2 separate regions of the Mus musculus genome follow, and region 2 is linked to region 1. The links are chromatin contacts, called in public Hi-C maps. All regions are on one chromosome and are shown on one strand. Each heading gives the region's core, a stretch centred on a gene start, on an enhancer-like site or on the middle of the called end of the contact. The rest is flanking DNA. Distances are from core to core; before and after follow the strand shown. Region 1 overlaps 9530052E02Rik (RIKEN cDNA 9530052E02 gene). Region 2 has its middle 47 kb from the start of Gm15418.

The links. A called contact is a pair of places that touch in the nucleus more often than the background predicts.
Region 2: a contact with region 1 is called in a Hi-C map of liver, with 2.8 times the contacts expected there. The contact joins two enhancer-like sites. A contact is called at or near these places in 6 of 484 Hi-C or Micro-C datasets (LSK cells, MC3T3-E1-derived osteoblasts, Th2 cells and 3 more).

Annotation. Positions count from the first base shown.
Region 1 is chr8:11,054,248-11,061,781 of GRCm38.p6, forward strand. It overlaps 9530052E02Rik (RIKEN cDNA 9530052E02 gene), which reads left to right. Exons shown (of 5, transcript NR_046017.1): 5 at 1-294. Among named protein-coding and RNA genes, the nearest start is that of Irs2, 49 kb to the left of the region's middle. Within about 2 kb of position 1,419, at least 22 of the 459 cell types and tissues checked have an H3K27ac peak or open chromatin away from gene starts, as enhancers often do. A contact at or near this core is called in liver, where this site is marked.
Region 2 is chr8:11,137,132-11,144,511 of GRCm38.p6, forward strand. No RefSeq gene overlaps it. Among named protein-coding and RNA genes, the nearest start is that of Gm15418, 47 kb to the right of the region's middle. Within about 2 kb of position 3,705, at least 2 of the 459 cell types and tissues checked have an H3K27ac peak or open chromatin away from gene starts, as enhancers often do. A contact at or near this core is called in liver, where this site is marked.

The DNA.
Region 1 (7,534 bases), core at 169-2,668:
AACAAAGTTCCACCTGTGCGTGAACACATGGATAGCCAGTGACCATGTGGTGGCTGTCATTTGTCTTTATAAAGTAGTCTTATGTGACTGGAGCTCATGGAGTGGTGGCATATGCAGTGTCCGGGACACAGGAGGAACGCTTTCCTCAGAACGCCAGTTACACATGTTTTCTTAACTTGAGTGGAGGTGGGAGGCAGGTGTGTTCTCTTGGGAACTCTTCCACCTGTGCACTTCGGTGCACTTCTTGAGTGTTGATTTTACATATTTTTAATAAAGAAATTTGAAAGTGCCTGTACACATAAAGTAGATAAGAAAAAGGTTGCGGTTACCCAGTGGCTGCTGGACCTGCTCTCCATCATCTGTCCGTCTTTCTGGCTTCCTCACGTCGGTGAGTGTGTATTAGTGTGAGGCCTCTCTGACGTAGAGTGCACAGATGGCTCCAACAACAGGAACGTGTTCTGCCAGACCAGAGTGTGGAAGACGGAGTGGCTGTGACAATGTAGTTCTCTGAGGCCGGAGGGAGCCTGTACTGGATCCTCTCTCAGGCTCTGGTGAAGTCCCCCTGGGTTCCTTGGTTTCTGGTGCCTCTTCCTGAGCCCCGTCTCATCCCCACAGAATGTCCCCTCTGTCTGTATCTGTGTCCATAGTTTTCTTTCTAGGAGAATCAGGCACACTACCTGAGAACCCTGAAATCTTCCTTTAATGGCTTCCACAAAGCCCCCATCTCCAAATAAGGCCAGATTGTGAGCGTCTGGGGTTATGACTTCAACATATGATTCTGACATACATAATTCATCACACAGCACTGTTAACACACACACACACACACACGTGCACGGCTGTCAAGTGTTTGTGGTTCCTTTAATAAAATCCTGCCTTTTGATTAAAGTTTGCTCTTGGAAAACACAATTTTCCCTCCAGTACCTGGGGGCAAATTGTATAGTTGAGTTCAAAGTACACACAGGGTGCACACTTAGCACATAACTTGGGACAATAAAACATGTGTTAGTAATAATTAGCTCTAGATGAATGACTAAAAAAGTCATTGAGAGAGGTCCAGCATCATTTTTAAGTGGTAATTATCGGACGTTCCATGGGAGCCGCTGGATTAGATTGTAGCAGTGATGTTCCTGGCAAGCTGACTGGACTCGGCTCCTGCTTCGGACTATCCCCCTGAACGTTTGCTTTGTTTTAAGTTGAGGCACCAGTGTTGGAACTGGTGCTGAGTGGATGTGACATTTGGCTGGCCTTCGTACACAGGGTGGTGGGTTTGAAGAACTGGAATCTTGTCTGAAGTTGGCCTCTTCGTGCCTTCACTTGCTCTGCGTCACTTGCAGCCAGGGGACCCCTCTGTTCGAGCAGTGTAAACCTGACCCAGCTCCTGGCCACACCACTGTGAGTCAGGAAGGTGTTCCCACAGGATCAATCAACAGCACGGCCGGTTTGGCCAGAGCTTTACAGAGAGCAAAGTACATTGACGCTTAGGTTCTATCCTCGGCATTCTTTGGATTAGCGGAGGGGGGGGTAGGGGAAGGTCCGTGGCACCCCTCCTCCCAGGGTACAGCTTTGATGTACTGGAGAGAGCCCAAGACCACACCTGACACGTAGCAAGCCTCCAGTAGTCCCAGTCGGGTGTTACATGCGTTTTTATTGTTATTATCGCCACAGGATCACATGGCTCATAAAATTCTGAGAAAGAACTTGACCTGGGGTCAGCAGACATCAGTCATTTCCCAGTGCCTTGAAACGTGACAGACAACAGGGCCTGTACTCAAGACCTCCTGTCCTGAAGAGCCTTGGGAATACGTGGAAGGCGGGTGCAAGGGATAGATGGCAGGTGCTGCTGTCTCGCCTAAAGCTAGCTGCTGGTGTTTCTGGGGGAGACCCAACCTGACCAAAAAAGAAGTGGGCACACAATGAGGGTCCCACAAATACAGTAGTTCTCTTATCAATGGAGTTCATGGCAGGAGGCAAAAAGGAGACCTGGCCCCATGGTCTGCCTCAGTCCGAGCTGTAGAATGCCCTCCACCTCTCTCTCCTCCCACCACCATTTAAGTCTCAGAGAGAAACTTCAGTGGCACCCAGCCAACTAGGTGAGTCAAATACACGGAGGAGCTGCCCATGAACTCCAGAGGCGTTCCGTCATCTCAACAGGCGAGCACACACAGGACTGGGCCCAAGAGGGAGGCCCACCCTAGATCACAGGAAACAAAACATAGCTCATCATCGGCAGAGGTCTGGATGCCGACAAAGGTAGAGACGGCCCCATGGCTCTGCTAGGTCTCAAAAACAAGTCCTCTGTAGGTACCACCAGGCCACCTCCAGACAGCCCCTGCCCCATGCCCTGTCCTCTACGAGCTGAGAAGGCCCCATTACTGCTGGCAGAGCAAGACCATGTGTATCTATCTGCTCATGATGAATTATTTGAAAACTTGGAAGACCCCCACCTCGCAGAAGCCAAACTCCAATGCAACTGAGAATCTGAAGGGAGGCCTACTGCAGTATAAGAGAGTCAGGTAGAGCCAAGGGCAAAGGTGACCAGTCTCTGGGCATCCGTGATATGGGGCCCTCACTTCCACCCCTCAGAACACCCTGCACTTTCCCTCAGTGGCAGTGAGGGAAGGGCCCTATCTTAGGTGTGACCATGGTGACTGGCTGTTGAGTATGACTGTGTAGAGAGCAAGGAAGCAGGCACACGCTTGTCTCTCCTCCCTGCTCTTGGCCTGGCCCTGGCCCTAGGCTCCATGATCCCCACAGCCGTGTTAAAGCCACCTGGCCTAAGTGCCACAAGACCTGTGTCTGTCTGTTTTGTACGTAGCAGAGGGTTGGCCACAGGGAAGGAACATCAGGGCTCACCCTTCTCTGTCTGGGACCTGGAGCAGGGACAGAAGGTCTGCTGGTGGATTTCAGCTGGGCCTCTGCACAGCTGGGCACCTGTGTGGAGACTGTACTTCTGTCTCAAACTCTATTCTCTTGTTCATTATCTGATAAACCTTTGTTCCCGCCTGCCCCCCTCCATTCCTCCCTCCTTCCCTCTCTCCCTCTTCTCTCTCCCTCCCCTCCCTCTTCTGTCTCCCTCTCCTCCCTTTCCTTCTTTCCCCGCCCCCTTTGTCTCCCTCCCTTCCCCCTCTTCCCTCCTCCTTTCTCCCTCTTTCCCCCTCTCCCTCCCTTCCCTCCTTCTCCTCCCTCCCTCCATCCATTCTTCCCTTCTTCCCTCCCTCCCTCCATCTCCCTTCCTCCCTTCTCTTCCTTTTCTTATTGCTTTCTTTCCCTTGTTTATAGTAGTGGGAACTGAATCCAAGATCCTTGCAAAGTTCGTGCTCTACCATGGAGCCCCCCTTTAACTTCTTATTTTGAGACAGGGTCTTACTGTGATATTCCTTACACATTCACACCCTCAGCTTGTTCTGTAGCCCAGGCGGGCCTTGAATTTTCAATTCTGCCACCTTCGCCTCATGAGTAGTTGAGTGACCAGACTGGCTTTGTTTGACAAATGTATACTGAATAGTCCGGGAGTCTCTGACTTTAGCTCAGCACTGCATGTTCACAACCGTGAGGGGTCACCACGGAGTATACCTACCCTCTTCTACCCTCTCCACTCTGACATGCCAATTGGTCTGCCCTGTGGACAAGCAGAGTCCTGTTATGCACTGGTAACAAGACTTCATTCTGCACAGAAGGACACAGAGAGAGGAGAGAGTATCAAGCTACACAGGGAGACATGTGAAGGATCATGCTTACACAGGGAGATATGTGAGAGATCATGCTTACACAGACATATGAGAGATCATGCTTACACAGGAAGACATGTGAAGGATCATGCTAACCCTGATAAGAGAGGAGCTAGGGATGAAGAGAGGGCTCAGCAATGAAGAGCACTTGCTGTTCTTCCAGAGAACACAGCTTGGGTTCCCTGCACCCCTGATGGCTCACAACTATCTGTAACTCCAGTTCCAGGAGATCTGATACCCTCTTCTGGCTTCCATGGGCACCAAACATGCATGTGGTATACATACATACATACACACATACATACATGCAGGCAAATGCTCACATACACAAAATAAGATTTTTCTTGCAGAAGTGAGTGCAACTCTGAGTGTCAGGAAAAACTGTGAAGCAGCAGAGTCTATAAGCTACAAACCAACCAGTGAGGGGCTCTGGAGAGCACTGCAGCCACCCTGCCCACCCACCCAGGCTTTATCCCCTGTCAAAGGCTTGTGCACCTTAGCAGAAAATGATATCCCAACTCTGGTCTCAAGGGTCACAGGATTGCAGCAAGCTACCAAGTGGTCTAGGAACAAGGCAAAGCAACACCCCCACCCCCACTTCTCATTGCACCTGAGGTACCTCAAGGGCTATTACTAAGCAGTGGGTTGGGAAGTTACCAAGCACTCAAGAAATGGTGGTACAGGGCATCCTGCTCAGCGGCTGAGGAAATACAGCGGCTGAGTGGTATAGTGTCATTGAGGCAAGCACTGTTTAAACACTGCAGCTTGGATCTCCGTTCCTCCCCATAAAAATAGTCAGGTCCCACCTGGTATCTCATATGACCTCTTCTTGAGCTTCTAGGAAGAATCAGATGGACGTTTTCCTTTGAAGGCTCTTCGTGTAGCGACAAGGCGAAGTCAGTCAATGTAGTTTTGATAGTAATAACCATGACACACAGAGACGATGATTCTTGATCATACACCCATACTAAACTGTTAGTCTTGCTAACTTATACCCCAAGCTGGCCACACAGGGATGTCATACAGATTTGCATATCTTCTGCACATCTTTATTCCAAGTCAGTTGATATTGGTTAGTTTCTGAGTTACATGGCAAATCACAGTTCTGTGTAGGTGGTCATCTCCAGGACAACTACCCATCGAAACTCTAACTGGAGAGGAAAGGGGCACACACACTCACCCTCCACCCTCTCTGTGGGGTACTCAGTTCCACAGAGAATCTTCTCTGAGCTGGAGACTCAAATAAAATGTGTGCTCCGCTTGTGACCTAGAGAAGGGGAAGATAGATTCCGTGTGTGCTGTTGTCTCAGGTGGGCTCTCTGTTGCTATGCTCAGATAGGAGAAGTGGGCATACTGGCTTGAGGGAGTTTTCTAAAGTCTCATGGAAAAAGCTGGAAGCCCTGGCTCTCACAAATAATCACATAGACCTTGGTGCAACTGTGGGTCATTTCCATACTCTGCAAGGTGAGATGGAAGGAGAGGAAACCAGATCCTGCAACATCTGGGGGTTGTCCATCATTTTAATTGAGTGAGCTAATTGAATTGCTCACTTTGGAAGGAGAGTAGTCCTGGCTGCAGCCTGCATTTCTCATAGCACGTCAGCACTGAGCCGTTCATCCTTCCAGGAAACACCGTGTTTCTTCCCAAGGAAGGAAGAGCAGGCGGCTGGTAACGTACCCTAGAATTCATAAGTTGTTGGATTTCAGAGCTGAGTCGGTGTGCATCAGCTTAGTCAGTAAAGTGCTTGCCTTCTATGCACGGTGACCTGAGTCAGAACCCCAACACCCAAGTGACGTTAGATGTGCTGGTGTGTGCATGTGACACCAGCATTGGGCAGTGGGGGTGGAGACAGGCCCATCTTTGAAATGCATTGATTAGCCAGCCTAGGTGAATACAAGCTTTAGGTTATAAAATAAAGTCATAAAATAAAGTGGAGGACAATTTTCAAGACTGTCTCCCTGCTGCTGGGGTCTTCTGTTCTGCTTCTTAATAGACTTTGCCCCCCAAAATAAATGTGAAAAGAAATTTGGGGAATGACTCAAGAAAGTCCCCCAACATGGAATACACACACCACACCACACATAGCGTCAACCACAAGGCACAAGCAAACAAATAAATAAACGTTATACTATCAAAGCATTTCCCAGAAATAGTTACTAGGAGGTTCCGTGTCCTCGTAAGGTTCCAAATCTTGTCCTGCAATACTGCCAGTGTCTGCCCACTTTAGAATCCCTCTGCATCTTTGCTGGGGTTGGGAGCTCTGTTCTTCTCTATAAACCCAGTACCCCCGGGGACAGCATAGTGTGGACTAGAACAGAAGATGCCAGCAGCCAACCAGTTGGAGACACCCAAGTGCCTAGTCTGTGATGTCAGAAGGTTTGGCATCCTACAGGAGGCTCCAGCATCCAGGGAAGAGAAGAAACAAGGCACTCCACAGAAATGACGGTCTGGGAAACCCATTCACTGACAGTGACCCTTCCTCTCTTCTTCTCTCATCCATCAGAACCTCTGAGATTCTGTTGGGTAAGATGTTGTGGTCGCCATACAGCTCCTGTAAAGATAAGCAGGTGGGGTCCTCTGACTGTTTACCAGTCTGCTGCTGGAACAGCCTGGCTAACCTTCCCAGAGCAAGCATGAGTGCTGGAAAATGGGCAGGTGGCAGAAGCTGACGGGCTATGGGCTGCATCAATGCAATGAGTCCTAAACTTCTGTGCAGTACAGCACTCCTCCTGAGCATGCTTTCCATCTCTGGGTCAGGTGATGTGCCAAGGACCAGAGGACTCTTTTCTCCTTTATCCAACCATACTCTCTGAAAGAACAGCTGAAAGCCCTCTCCCTGATCTTTGCAGCTGCTCCATCCTGTACAGTGAGCCCAGCACGCCTGCCTCATTAGCTTCCAAACTGGGCTCGCAAAGGACCCCTTGAGTTCCTGACAGCTCATCTATCACATTTTCTTGTGTCTGCCCCTGTTCACAGTACACAGCTTTTTTTCTCCTGGAAAAGATTTGTGTTGTGAACAGTGCACACAACCCATCACCCCTCAGACAGTGCTGGGACATCTCAGGTGAGAGTTGAGTGACCAGGTCTACTCTTTTAATTTTTGTTGTTATTTCTGCTGCTGCTGCTGCTGTTGTTGTTGCTGTTGTTGTTGTTTTTTTTAGTGTTGCTGTTGTTAGTGTTGTTGTTACTGTTATTAGTGTTGCTGTTGCTGTTGTTAGTGTTGCTTTTGTTTGTGTTGTTGCTGTTGTTAGTGTTGTTGCTGTTGTTGTTGTTGCTATTGGCTGCTGTTGTTGTTACTGTTGTTTTTGTTGTTGCTGTTGTTAGTGTTGTTGTTGCTATTGTTAGTGTTATTGTTGCTGTTGTTAGTGTTGCTGTTGATGTTCCTGCTGCTGTTGGCTGCTGTTGTTACTGTTATTCTTGTTGCTGTTGCTGCTGCTGCTGTTGTTGCTGTTGTTAGTATTGTTGCTGCTTCTATTGCTGTTTGTACTTTTCCTTCAACCACAGACACATGTTGGAAGAGTGACTGGGTAGGCATGCTGTGTTCTACCCTGGGGGAAGCCAGCACGACCCTAAGATGGTGCAGCCTGAGACTGTGTGTGACCCTCCTCCGTATACATGGAGCATAAGCAGAATCTTCTGTGATCACTGCTGTGGCTTCTGCTTCTCATGCCTCTTTACCCGTTAAAACTTTGACCTACTGGGGGCAGCAAGGACACAGAGAGAAATCCCACAGTAAACACAGACCTGTGATGTACCTACTCATTAGTCCACAGAAAGAGCAAAGAAGCCCTGACTCCACCTTC
Region 2 (7,380 bases), core at 2,455-4,954, 85 kb after region 1:
CCACGGATAGTGACCTTCGGTCTCCACTGATAAGGGTTCTGTTACTTGTGGAGTTCAGGGTTCTACTCCACTGGGATCTTCTCCTAGCCCACGCCCGTACAACTCTCTCCATGCCCACCTCCTGCACCCATAGCCCCCTCCATGCCTTCATCTCCTTGAATTTGTTAACAGACAGGGCTTTATGTTGCCTTTATTGGCCCTGAACTCTTGATCCTCCTGCCTCAGCTTCCCAGGCGCTAAGACGGCAGACGTATGACACCAGGCTCAAGCCCTGCCATCAAGATTTTAAAAAGAGTTTTGTTCCTTCAAGTTCTTCCTGCAAAAGAAAGGATTCACACAGCCTCTTGCTTTGTTCATGGCTGCATCAGTGACCCCAATAGGCTCCTGGGCCTCTTGTGCTTGCAGACGACCCTTTAGAAAATTAACATGGAAGAAAAGAGTGAGTCAAAGGGGTCACCAACAGTGTTCCAGAAAAAGGATAGAGAAAGTCAGTATGTGGGGGTGTGGGGGTGGGGGAGAATGAATGAAAATGGCCTGCATAGACTCCCAGGGAGTAGCATTATTGGAGGTGTGGCCTTGTTGGAGGAAGTATGTCATAGGGGGGGAGGCTTTGAGGTTTCAAAAGCTTAAGCCAGGCTTACTGTCCTTCTCTCTCTTCCTGCTACCTGCCAATCAAGACTAGAACTGTCAGAGACTTCTTCAGCATCATGTTTCCCTGCATGAAGCCATGCTTCCCACCATGACAGTAATAGAATAAGCCTCTGAACCTGTAAGCCATCCCCAATTAAGTGTTGTCCTTTATAAGAGTTGCTGCAGCCATGGCATCTATTCATAGCAATAAAACCCTAAGAGAGTCGGTAAAAAGAAATCTACTGTGTCTGGGTGTTAGAATTTAAGGTTTCCATCACTTCTTCCTCCCTGGTGCCACAGCTCTGCTCAGCTATGCCACCTTTAACCTTGTTCTACAAGAGTTCTTCTCCTAGCCTACGCCCCTACAGACTCTTAGCCTCTGGGATAGGAAATCTGTCTTCAGCCATTCTGAAGGGTGAGGCTTAATGGATTAGATTTGGGCTGTCTGTTATTGTAGATCTAAGAAGTCCTAACTAAGGTAGAGGGGAATTCCTGACAGGTTGAAACCAACCAGCCTTTGTTACAGATGGGGGTGCTGGCAGGAGGCCTCCTGCTGAGATTGTCAGGCCAGCCATGCCTAGCAGAATATGGCCTCTGAAGGAAGTGACTGTCCAGCCCTGCTGTCCTCATAAGCTTGTGTGCTTGTACACTTGGTTTGAGAAGGTCATGGAACCTTTAGGAGTTGAAGGCTTCTGAAAGAACTGGGTCACATGGAAGCTGGGTCACATGGGATGGGCTTGGGTCCCACTTCCTCTTCTCTTTCTATGCCTGGCTCCTTCTGGTCCTGCCAACGCGATCCTCTCTACCATGATAGAATGCACTGCTTGGCATAAACCAGAGTCAACCATTTCTGCTCTAATTTATTTTCATGAGCATACCTTATCACAATAGAGGAAAAGTAAGTCACAAGGCATGAGCCACTGTTCATAGGAAGTTTGGACTTTTCCCCTGCCAAGGAAGTGGCACCTAGGACCCTCATGGGATCCTGCGGGTCTTGCATGCAGTTGGCCTGAGGGGTGATACAGTCGGTCAGAAAGCTCAACCTGGGCCAGTGGACACATTTAAACACAGAAGAAAGGGAACTGAAACCACTCACCCAGTTAGGTAAAATGCAGGTGTATTTGGCAAACCTAACAGTCTTGGCAGTTTCTTCTATTTCAGTCAGGCTGCTCAACGCTACCCTGAGCAGCCACCTCCAGGTTCTGTGTTTCTAAAGTCTCACAGGCAACTAAGCAGCAATGAAAGCTCCAAACTCTTCCTTTTTAGAGATATATTTCCACTCATAAACATTCACAGACATAGAAGAACGAGCCCACCAAAATGAATGTGAAGGCTGGAAGCTGCACCCACTGTGAGCTCATACATACCAGAAGCTGCACCTACTGTGTGCTCATACACACCACGAGCTCCCCATCTCCTGCTCTGCCCGACACCATCACTTCCTGCAGGTTCCCACATACTTAGCATCTCAGCTCCTCTTCTCCGCATTTGCCATTTTGTTTCAGGCCACATCTTTAGCCCAGATTGAGCTGATATCATGGACATTTACCTTCACTGCCAAGGGGATTAAAGCATGAACAGAAGGACAAGAGGGCTCCCCGGAGACCCGAGCAAGATTAGATGTGACTAAAGCTCATGGACATTAAAGTAATAAATCTCTTTTGGAGTGGCACCCAAGCCAGTCACATGGAGGAGGTCCCAGGGTAGGCAGTGGAGGGGGTAGAAGAGAAAGCTGGGTCAACAAAAGGCACCAATTTCTTCCTGGTGCAGCAACAATAGAGGGCAAACATCACACTTTGCTTTACTGCTCAGTCATCACTGGGCAGAAACTCTGTTGCAAACCTATGTCCCTTGGTGACACTGTTTGCAAACTAAAGACAGCAGGAAGACAGACAACACAAAGGTGGGCATAAGGGATGAAACTCCCAGAATGGAAGCTTAAAAATCCCAACAGCAACCTTCCCTGGGGCTGAGAATGAAGTGGGAATGGGGAGGAATGTTAACTGACTCACTCACCATTTTTATTTTCCTTCCAGGTGTTATCACTGAGGAAGGAAAGCAACTTTCTTCTAATGAAACTACCCACTCCAGATCTGTTCTCTCCCTAAAAGCACAAGTTAGATAAATTAAGGTAGAGAAAAAAGAAATCAGCAATATTATGTCCAATGCCAACCTCAATGGCACCAGGAAATAGCCTCAGCTCTCCCAGGAACTCCTGAAGTATCTCCACAGATCCAAGCAACAGGGAGCACAGAAGATGGCTAGGGCCAGCCTGGCCTGTGTCAGGGCCTGCTTGACAGTCCTGCGCGACCAGAGGAAGCTGTCTCTCAAGATTACAAATGTCAAATGATCCCAGAAGTAGATTTGTTCAGCATATTGTGGGAAGGACAGCTTTTGCTCAGAATACCCCACTTGTATCCACACACCACTCATGGTGACAGGCACACCATGACACTTAGCAAACACACATGTTAGACATGGCATCTCCCCCTACCTCAGGCTTCCAATAGCCAGACTATCATCTGCAGGGTCGTGACCCTCATTTGTGTCTTGCTAAGGTCAGGGGAAAGTGCTTGTTTACAAATTTTAAAATGAATAAAAAAGCAACTAGGACCTGCTAATATTCAAGATTAAAGTTGTTAAGATTTGTCTAAAGACAGTGAGAAACTCCCACCCTGTGACTTTAAGTCACATCATTTGACATTGGCTCTTGGGGGAATATTAATACAACATGCCAGAAGTTTGATATATCATGTCCTTTGACTACTATTAAGAGATTAGATTTATTTATATATATTTATTTATATACAAATACATATTCATTTGCCTGTGAGCTGGTTGTGTATTAGACCATAGTAAATTAATCTTGGTGCGTTGATACATGAATCCCATTCCTCCCTGATTTCTAGGAAATGGATGTAAATCAAATATTGCACAAACATGGCATCATCCCACTTCAAACTCTTCTCTGAGATTTATTTTTCCAGAGTCAAGTGCAAATATTTACTCCATTTGACAAAGTTCAAAGGACTCTGATTAGAAAGGCCCCTGGTAAACAACTTCATTTACCCTGCTGCTCTCTACTGTAGAATTCCACTCAGGGGCACTTGTGTTGGTCAGTCAAGATTTCCATATAAGCTTCCCTCTTAAATCCATTTTACAAAGCTTTGGAAACAGGGAAGCAGTATTCTCTGGTCTGTGTTGCCTTCCCAGAATGCACTGAGTCCAGCATTTTGGCAATGGCAAGCCCTCTCCTTAAGAAGGAAACTTGGGTGATTATTTCAGAGGTTTTACTCCTCCCACAACGGAGGGGGAGCTGAGGAGAAACAGAACTAAGTGCCCAAAGTCTACTCATGCACTAGGATGGACACGAACCCAGTAGGGATGCAGAAGGCCGTAGAGTGGCTAGTCTTGGGCAAAATGTAATGAGCAATAGATGAAAGATGTTGATCTAAGCAGTATGAAGTCAGGCAGAGTAAACTGAATACCATGAATATCCAAGATGGCGCCACCCACTGACCACATGAAAGATTCCAGGCCTCACAAAGAGTCAAAGCGTAGCAGGAATACCCACACTAGGATCGAAGCCCACTGGGCTTCTTGTGCTGACTTTCAGCTTCCTGGACTCCTGAAGCCATGTGGTCCAAGGACAGGACTATTCAGGTATCTGAACAAACTTGTTTCTGTTCTGCTCAAGTGAACTGAGTAGTCTAAGAGGAGAATTGCTTCCAAGGAAACCAAGCTCAGGCCAAGTGCAGGGTTACAATGTCCATTCTGAGCACTGTGAACATCAAATCAACAAACGGTGAATGCCATACTATTCATCCCCGCGTACACACGTATCCTTCTAGTGGGGACCAGATCTCCCAATCCAAGTCTGCTGTCCATTAAAGAGAATAATAGTGGACATAAAAAGAATCGGTCAGATAGGTTCTGAGGCCACCAGGGAGTCCAAGGAAAACCTTTACAGAAAGATTGTTCACTTTGTGTGGGGGAGGGGGAGGTGAGATTGGTAGGAAAAGCTAGGGATCACTTAGAACCATTGAATTAAATGAGAAAGGCTGCGTCTAGAGCCAGGCTAGCAATCTAAATTTCTCTTTCTAACCTACCTTTAAGTGCTCGGGAGACTAAGAGAATTGCTTCCAAGGGAACCTCAGGCCCAGGAAACCTGGAATCTTTCACGTGATCACTGGGTGAAAACATCTTGAATACTCATGGCATTCAGCTTATCCGGTTCATACTCAATTTCATATCCTAACTTCATACTGCTCATACTGACTCCCTCTTCTAGCCCTCTCTCTGCCCCTTCCTCTTGCTTCCTCTACCCTCTTTACTTCCTCTCCTCTCCTTCCTTCTTTCTCTCTGTATCTGAACCATGCTTGCATTCTCTCTCTCTCTCTCTCTCTCTCTCTCTCTCTCTCTCTCTGTGTGTGTGTGTGTGTGTGTGTATGTGTGTGTGTGTGTGTCACACACACTGAATGGCCCAAGCTCTATCCATCCACGGTACCTCATGATAAGCTTACCCAACGTTCTGTGACCTTGGTCATAGCCAACAAAAGAAGACCTAAGCTCCCACTCAGGCTAAGCTCCAGAATGCGAGCTCCTACCACAACGCCTCCTCTGCTTGACCTCAACTGGAAAGCAGGTGGTCTCTGCAGAATAAAAACTATCTCAGTCTTTCATACTCAGTTTCTGGAATCCTGGAAACAACACTGTCCAGGACATTTATGGACCACTAGCCCAACCTCAGCTTTTAGTTTTGTTTGCCTTTAAAGAATAGGCTACAGGTGAGCCATGGGAATCCACAGTGCTCTGACTGACTTGCCCAACACAGTATTACAAAGTTCTCTAGTATGGAGGTAGACCCAGATAGGTGGAGACATCTCTATTTTGCATCCTTAAAATTAGACCTATCCCCAGTATCATCTCCAGCATTTATGGCCTGGTCATCAAGTACCAAGTGATACTGGCACATAATATAGATAATTTCACTCTAATTTTTTTAACTAAGCCTCCAAAATCTATTACTAAAGCATGAAAATTCAAAATCAGTGAACTAAACAATTTTACCACCCAATCTTCATATGCAAGGAGCCTGAGGACTGGAGGGAGTAAGGTCTCCTAGCCACAACATTCTAGAGAAGAGGATTAGGGACATAAGCTTGACCACACCGACAGTTGCCTCATTTCTCATTCTGTGCCAGGAGGCTCTTCTCACCCCCCTGAAGGAGGCTGTTCCAAGCTCGCACAGTGGAGTCTTCTGGATACCCCCAAGTCCAAAGGAAGCAGTGGTGTGGTGGCATCTAGTCTGACTTCCATCCATGTGTCTTGGTGTTTGCATTTGAACTGTATGAAAAGCATAACATCTACCCTCCCCTCCACAGTGAGATGATCGCAGTCAAGCAAGATAGAACAGCCATCGCTAGTCCCCCATTGCTGTCTGTGGCGAGAACAGCCATAGTCTAATCACTGGGTGAGTAATATTTCAGCATGTGAAGTGGAAGTGTTACCACCCATGGTGCCTGTTGTCCACAGGCTACGTAGGCTGACCTACCCCACACCATTGCCCAGTCCGCACTCCTCACCTGACACTCTCCCTGCATCCCTTTCCTCCTCCTTTTTCCCCTGTAACCAACCTCCCACTTATTGTTTGTACATTTTATACTTCTAGTCAAGGTTCCACATAGAAGTGAGACCAGCTGTTGATCATCTTTCCGGATTCAGCCCCCTGACAAATGTCAGTGCCCTGCCAAGCATTCTGTGCTCTTCATGCTGCTCATGTCTGTGCTCTTCATGCTGTTCATGTCTGTGCTCTTCATGCTCGCCCATCTTTCACTCTTGACTGTTGTGAATAAAGCTCAGGCAAACATGGAGTGCAGGGGTTTTCACTCTGTGAACTGCCAACTTCCTTCGGTTTGCTAGCTACCCAAGTAGTGGGATTTCCAAGTCAGATGTTGCCTCCGCTGGCCTTGAACTTTCTGCGTAGCTCAGGCTGGCCTTTGTTTTAGTCTGTTTTGATTTGGGTTTGGATTTTAGGGGGTGTTTTTTGTTTGGTTGGTCGGTTTTGGTTTGGTTTTGGGGAGGCTTTGTTTTGTTTTGTTTTGTTTTGTTTTGTTTTAATGCAGGGTCTCAAACTCCTCACGAATGGAAGCCTGGTGGACTCCTGATCTTCCTGCCTCCACTCCCTTCCCATCCTGGCAATTTTGTGAAATTCATCTTCATGTAACAGTGTGTGCTTCCCCTGACGCTTCACCAGGAGAAACCTTCCACACCCCTTGTGACAAAAACATTGGCTTTGGGAACTTCATACTAAATAAAGTGGCCTTACTTCTATACATCTCTCCTCCTTGCTGATCTATTCATACAAACATACAGCCTATTATTATTCATAAGTCAGTTCTAAATTTCTTTTTTTAAATGTGTGTGTCCCTAGAATTATTCTTATCAATATCTTATCATCTCTACGAATAATACAAAAATGAGACCAAGGGCCTTCCTACAGATGTGAGGGATCTTCTTGACTCCATGTTTTATAGCAGAAACATTTACACACTCCTTGAGAGAGCTCACAGGCTAAGTGAGAGTCCTCAGAACATGGACACATGGGGGAGGCTTTCAAATCTCAGTACTGGCCTGGGAAACCATGTTAAAATCTCAGCTGAGGGACTGAGGAGGTGGCATAGAGGTTAAAGGATGTCACTCTGTGCAAGCTTGAAGACCCGAGCTGCAAGCCAGAGCCCTAGTAAGAAA